2 separate regions of the Sus scrofa genome follow, and region 1 is linked to region 2. Evidence: chromatin contacts called from public HiChIP or PLAC-seq data. All regions are on one chromosome and are shown on one strand. The core of a region is the stretch at or near the end of the contact, and the rest is flanking DNA. Distances in the headings are between cores, read along the strand shown. Region 1 holds the start of DDIT4 (DNA-damage-inducible transcript 4). Region 2 holds the start of SPOCK2 (testican-2).

Region 1 (2,700 bases), core at 34-2,533, 150 kb before region 2:
GTACAGCTTCTTCTTGATGACTCGGAAGCCAGTGCTCAGCGTCAGGGACTGGCTGAAGCCGGGGACGAAGGGAGAGTTGGCGGAGCTAAACAGCCCCTGGATCTTAGGCCAGAGGCGTGAGTCCAGGCGCAGCACGAGGGTCAGCTGGAAGGTGGGCACAAGGCTGGGGTCGAGGGCCAGCTGGCCCACGCTGTGGCAGCTCTTGCCCTGCTCTACGCAGACGTCCAGCAGCGCCCCCCGCAGGCCGCACGGCTCACTATAGGCCAGGCGCAGCAGTTCTTTGCCCACCTGGCTCACCAGCTGGCCGGGCATCAGCAGGCGCGCGGGGCGCCGCGAGCCCAGCCGCGCCTGGGCCAGGCTCTCCTGCAGCAGCTGCATCAGGCTGGCACACAGGTGCTCATCCTCAGGGTCGCTGAGCAGCTCGAAGTCAGGCAGGGACACCCCATCCAGGTATGCAGAGTCTGGAAGGGAAAGCACATAGGGAAGGAAGGTAAGAGCAGTTCCAAAAGGAGGAGGTGCTGTTTCGCTAAGAAAGCAGCACTCCTCTTGCCCCTCCGTGCCTCAGTTTCTGCCGCACACTCATCATACCCTATGCTTCAACCCCCTCCTCTGGCCTGTCCCCGCTCTGCGATCTGGATTCTGGTGGCCTACGAAGCCAAGGTGGCTTTGACTCTTTTCAGCGAGGTCCTTTCTCACCTTCCCCGCCCCTCGAGTCGCGTCCGGCCCTCGCCCGCGGCGGCTTACCTTCCTCCGGCCCAAAGCCACTGTTGCTGCTGTCCAAGGACTCGCAGTCCGAGCTCTCCAGGCTCGCGCAGCGACCGAGCCCTTCTTCCCGGGCCGCTGACCCCCAGGCTGAACGCGGAGGCTGATTTGGGGTGGGAGTTCGGGACAAGGACGAAGACGAAGAGGAGGAGGACGACGAGAAGCGATCCCAAAGGTTAGGCATGGTGAGGACGGACGCCAGGACGTTTGCAGATGAGCTCACCGGTGCTGGAGCGCAGAAGACGCTGTAAGACAAGAGCGACACGGGCCCGGCGTCAGTCTGAGGGGTGGACCAGACTCAGAGCGCTACGACCCCCGCGGCTGAGGCCTCCCTGCTCATCGATCCGCGCACACACAGAAGGGACACTCACCAGCTAGAGCAGTTAGCGAGAACTGCTCTGACGAGTGCGTACAGCCGCTTGACCGCTTGAATGGGTGCGCGAACTGGTGCCAACCCCCGAGCTCTGCCCAGACCTGTCCCTTCTCCTCAGCCTCACCTCCCCCTCGGCCTGCCTCGGTCCCTAGCACCAGCGCCGAGGGACCTATAAGGACTAGCGCGGGGAGGCCACACCCCTTCCGCGCCACGGCCCAATCCAGACCCGGGAGTGTGGCCCATCTCGGCCAATGGACTCCGGGCGCACGTTCGCAACGTTCTCTCCTGCCCGGTGACAGCCGCCTGGCCCCGCCTCCGTTGAGCCCCAGAAAGCTCTCGGCGGAACCCCCGAGCCACGGCCACGCCCCCTTTCTGGAAGGGATCCGCGGCGGCGGCGGCGGCGGCGGCGGCGGCGGCTGCAGCTGCCAAGGTCCCCGAGGGCGCTCGCGGCAGGGGAGGATCAAGGAAAGACTTGTTTATTATAGGGTCGTATTGCTGGGGGAGGGGTTAGGCCGCGGCCGCGCGGGGGAAGAGGCAGGGGAACTTGAGAGGGCAACAGGCAAGGAAAACGGTTGCCCTCAGCTTGTGGGAGCCTGCGAGCTATGGGTACAACTAGGAGCAGGGCTGGATGCCCGGGGGAGCAGACGTTAACCCAGCCCACTCTCGCGCAAGTACCCCACACTAACCTTCCTTACCAGGGGTCAGGATATGGGGGTGGGGCCCCAAAACAGCAGCTCAGAGCACTCTGCTCCCTTTCTGGGCGGCCGCACTTGCCTACTTGCCCGTTACTCTACAGACCCAGAGGATGGATTAATGAGGGGGGGCGGTGTCCATGCCCCCGATGTGAGCCTAGTTTCCTAACCGCGTCAGCGCCCACCCTCCAGCTGCCTTCAAAGACAGGGTTTGGGGAATGTGGTTGAAGGAATATTGATAGGCCCCAGTTCCTGGCGCTTGGTCCGGGAGCTGCGAACTGGGACCTACATCAGACGGACACACTGACCCACCCGCCGGCCCTACCGACCGACTGCGGTGCAGCAGTGCCTCCCCAGCCAGCTGCAGCTTAGAGGCCTCAGGCATCCGCCGGGTCCTAGCGCCCCTCTCTACCAAACGCTTTGTGTAAAAGACCTGGAGAGTTGCGTCAGGACCGAGGAGCTAGGTCTCCAGAAAAGCCCCGGAGTGCAATCGCCATCCCCTATTTCGTCATGCACACTGGGCCCCAAGAAATCAGGCCCGACGGCGGTGCTCAAAGAGTGACAGAGGTTGCTGACGGTGGGAAGAGGTTCGGACGGATTCGACCTTTATTTATTTAAAGGTTCATCAATCTGGGACACAGGATTCTGATGGAAGAGAGAACCCAGCTTACATCAGATGCTCCCTCCCGTCCCGGGGCGGGCCAGAGCCTAACCAGATCAGACTGGCAGGCCTCGCCTAGGGGCAGACTTGCGCGTGACCGAAGACACTTACAGGAGTAGTCGGGCCACTGCCACTCCCCCCCCCCATTAAAATTAAAAAAAAAAAAAAAAAAAGGCTGACCGGTGGGCCTTTTGGGCAAACCAAGACTTAAG
Region 2 (2,700 bases), core at 17-2,516:
AAGTGGGATTCCATCCCCAGTCTGTATGTATGACAATAAACTCAGCTCCTTCTACTATACACTGCTGCTCTGTATACCTGGGCAAGGCAAGGCTGCTTTATTTACTGTGAGATGAAGACATCAATGGCCGGGGCTTCATTGCAGCACCACCTCTAAATCCAACTGCAAAGGAAAAAGAAAACACGGAAAGGGAGCTATTGTTTCCTGTTTTCCCAAGGGATCCCAGCCCAAGCCATTGATGCATTAGGCGCAATTCCCAGGCAGCCAGATTTAGGGTGACTATGAACTGTATAACCTGTGTTTTTTCCTACTGATTAAGATCATGTTTTTTCATTGCCTTTGATTTTTCTTTTCTTTCCTAAGATCACAGCAGCCAAGGTTTTTTTTTTGTTTTTGTTTTTGTTTTTTAAATAAAAACACAATCTAGGGCTTGCTTGAGTCCCAAACGTACCATATGTTCTATCCTGACAGATTATCTATTTCCTCTTCAATTTATTTGTGATGTAAACTTCACCCCGTTTCTACTCTGTGCCCAGCCTCTAGCCTTCCCAGCTGGTATGTCAACACATTTCTTTTTCTTTTTTTTTTCCAACACATTTCTAAAGGTAATGATAAGGATCACAATTTTAACAAAAACCTAAACACTTCAAACAAAACCAGCCCCACCCCCACCCCCTTCCCCAATGGCTTTTTTTTTTTTTTTTTGGTCTTTTTGTCTTTTTTCTTTTATTTTTTTTTTTAGGGCCACACCCATGGCATATGGAGGTTCCCAGGCTAGGGGTCGAATTGGAGCTGTAGCTGCCAGCCTACACCACAGCCACAGCAACGCCAGTTCTGAGCTGCATCTGCGACCTGCACCACAGTTCACTGGATTCTTAACCAACTGAGTGAGGCCAAGGATCGAACCTGCGTCCTTCTGGATACTAGTTGGGTTCATTAACCACTGAGCCACGTTGGGAACTCCCCCAATGGCTTCTTATAATCAACTTGAGATCAAAACCATTGCAAATGTGCCTCTTCCAAATTTGCAGCCTCAAGGCAGATGAAATGGTCAGACTTGCGCCTTTTATGGTTGCCCTGGGAAGAGCTAACAAAAGGGGTGACAGCCTTTAAACAGCTGCTTGGGGAGGAGGACATCTGCCTCTGTTTTGCCAGCTATTCAACACTTGGGGCCTTTCCTTGAAAAGAGCATGTGGGGCTGGGCAGCAATAGTTCTGAGGCAGCCAGTTGTTATATGGCCTTTGTCTTAATGAAGCCACCCATCACTGTGGAGCCATAACTCGCAGGAAGCCAGCTGTCAGGGCTGGGACGCAAGCCCCTCTGGGTGGGAAGCAAGGGGGAGGAAGAGCGTCTGTGGCCAAATTTCCCTTTTAGACACCTGAGCCTGGCTGGCTTTGTAACTGGAGAATTTTGTGTCTCTCTCCCCCCACTTCCATCTTCCCTGAGGAGACTGGGTTCCTTTCTGCTCTCTACCCTTGGAGAGACAAGCAGAGACGTCTCCGTTTCTGGATTCCTTGGTTTGCAACTCCCTGAGTGCTGGGCTAGGCTGGGCTCTGCGGTGGCTGGCTGGCATTTGGCGCTCTGATCTAGTGCTTCCCTTTGAAATTTACCCCCTCCTTTTTTTTTTTTTTTTTTTTTTTTTAAACCAGGTATGATGATGTCAAACGTGATGCTGATGCTACAGTTACAGACACGGCCCCTGCTGGCGCAGCCTCTCTGATTCTCTCTTCCTCTCCACATCCAGCGCTGGGCTTTTTCAGACAAGTGCATCTCCTAACCAGGTCACATTTCAGCCGCGACCCACTGTCTGTCACCGGAGTCAGACCGCAGGAGGAGGGCTGCGGAAGAGGACGACGACGTTTGCTTGGCCAACTGCAGGGTGGGAGGAAGGACATTAAAATACTGCAGAAGTCAAGACCCCCCACCCCCCGACTCCCAGGTCGAACCCAGACCACGATGGGCGCTCCAGGCTGCGGGCGGCTGGCGCTGCCGCTGCTGCTCCTCACCGCTGCCGCCCTGGCCGAAGGAGACACCAAAGGGCTCAAGGAGGGCGAGACCCCCGGCAATTTCATGGAGGACGAGCAATGGCTGTCGTCCATCTCGCAGTACAGCGGCAAGATCAAGCACTGGAACCGCTTCCGAGACGTGAGTCTGCTGGGCCGCGAGAGCCGGGCGTGGAGGTTTGGGGAGGAGAGGGAGCGCAGACCCTGGGGCCGGGAGCGGCGGCCGCCCATCGCAGCCACAGGCTCCCGCAGCCCAACCAGCTAAGCAAACCAGCACTGAGAGTAAACAACACGCACTCATGCCGTCCCGAGCCTCCTCCTGTGTCCATCCCGGCCCGGGAGCTGGCGGGGGCGGGGGTGGGGGGAACGGTTGGGACCCCCAGTCCCACACCCGCCGCGGGTGAGTCCCAGGTGAAGAGTTGATCTGGGGGTGCGCATTAGCGACCAGGTCTCCCCTGCAGGGCAAGATGCGGAGAGGGGTGCGGGAGGCAAGGGGGGGTGCAGGGAGGGAGGATCGGGGGCTCTGGCTTTGGATGGGTCCCCCGACCTGCCTCTTTTTCCTTCTCTCTCTCCCTCTCTCTCTTTTTGGTAAGCTAACCCCAGGCGTCCCCCAGCTAGGTGGATGCTGCACGTTCCACATACGGGCCACTGCAGAAGGGGCAGGTCTGGGTGGGGCCGGTGGAAAAGGGTAGCATCG

What was found. HiChIP or PLAC-seq counts read pairs in DNA pulled down with a chosen protein or histone mark.
Region 1: a contact with region 2 is called in an H3K27ac HiChIP or PLAC-seq map of skeletal muscle. The contact joins the promoter of DDIT4 here to the promoter of SPOCK2 in region 2. A contact is called at or near these places in 2 of 2 datasets of contacts at active chromatin or transcription factors (alveolar macrophages and skeletal muscle).

The regions. Positions count from the first base shown.
Region 1 is chr14:75,116,291-75,118,990 of Sscrofa11.1, reverse strand. It overlaps DDIT4 (DNA-damage-inducible transcript 4), which reads right to left and starts at 1,283. Exons shown (of 3, transcript NM_001243452.1): 1 at 1,134-1,283; 2 at 745-1,007; 3 at 1-461. The coding sequence starts at 946.
Region 2 is chr14:74,966,692-74,969,391 of Sscrofa11.1, reverse strand. SPOCK2 (testican-2) reads left to right here and starts at 1,266. Exons shown (of 12, transcript XM_021073211.1): 1 at 1,266-1,324; 2 at 1,650-2,145. The coding sequence starts at 1,957.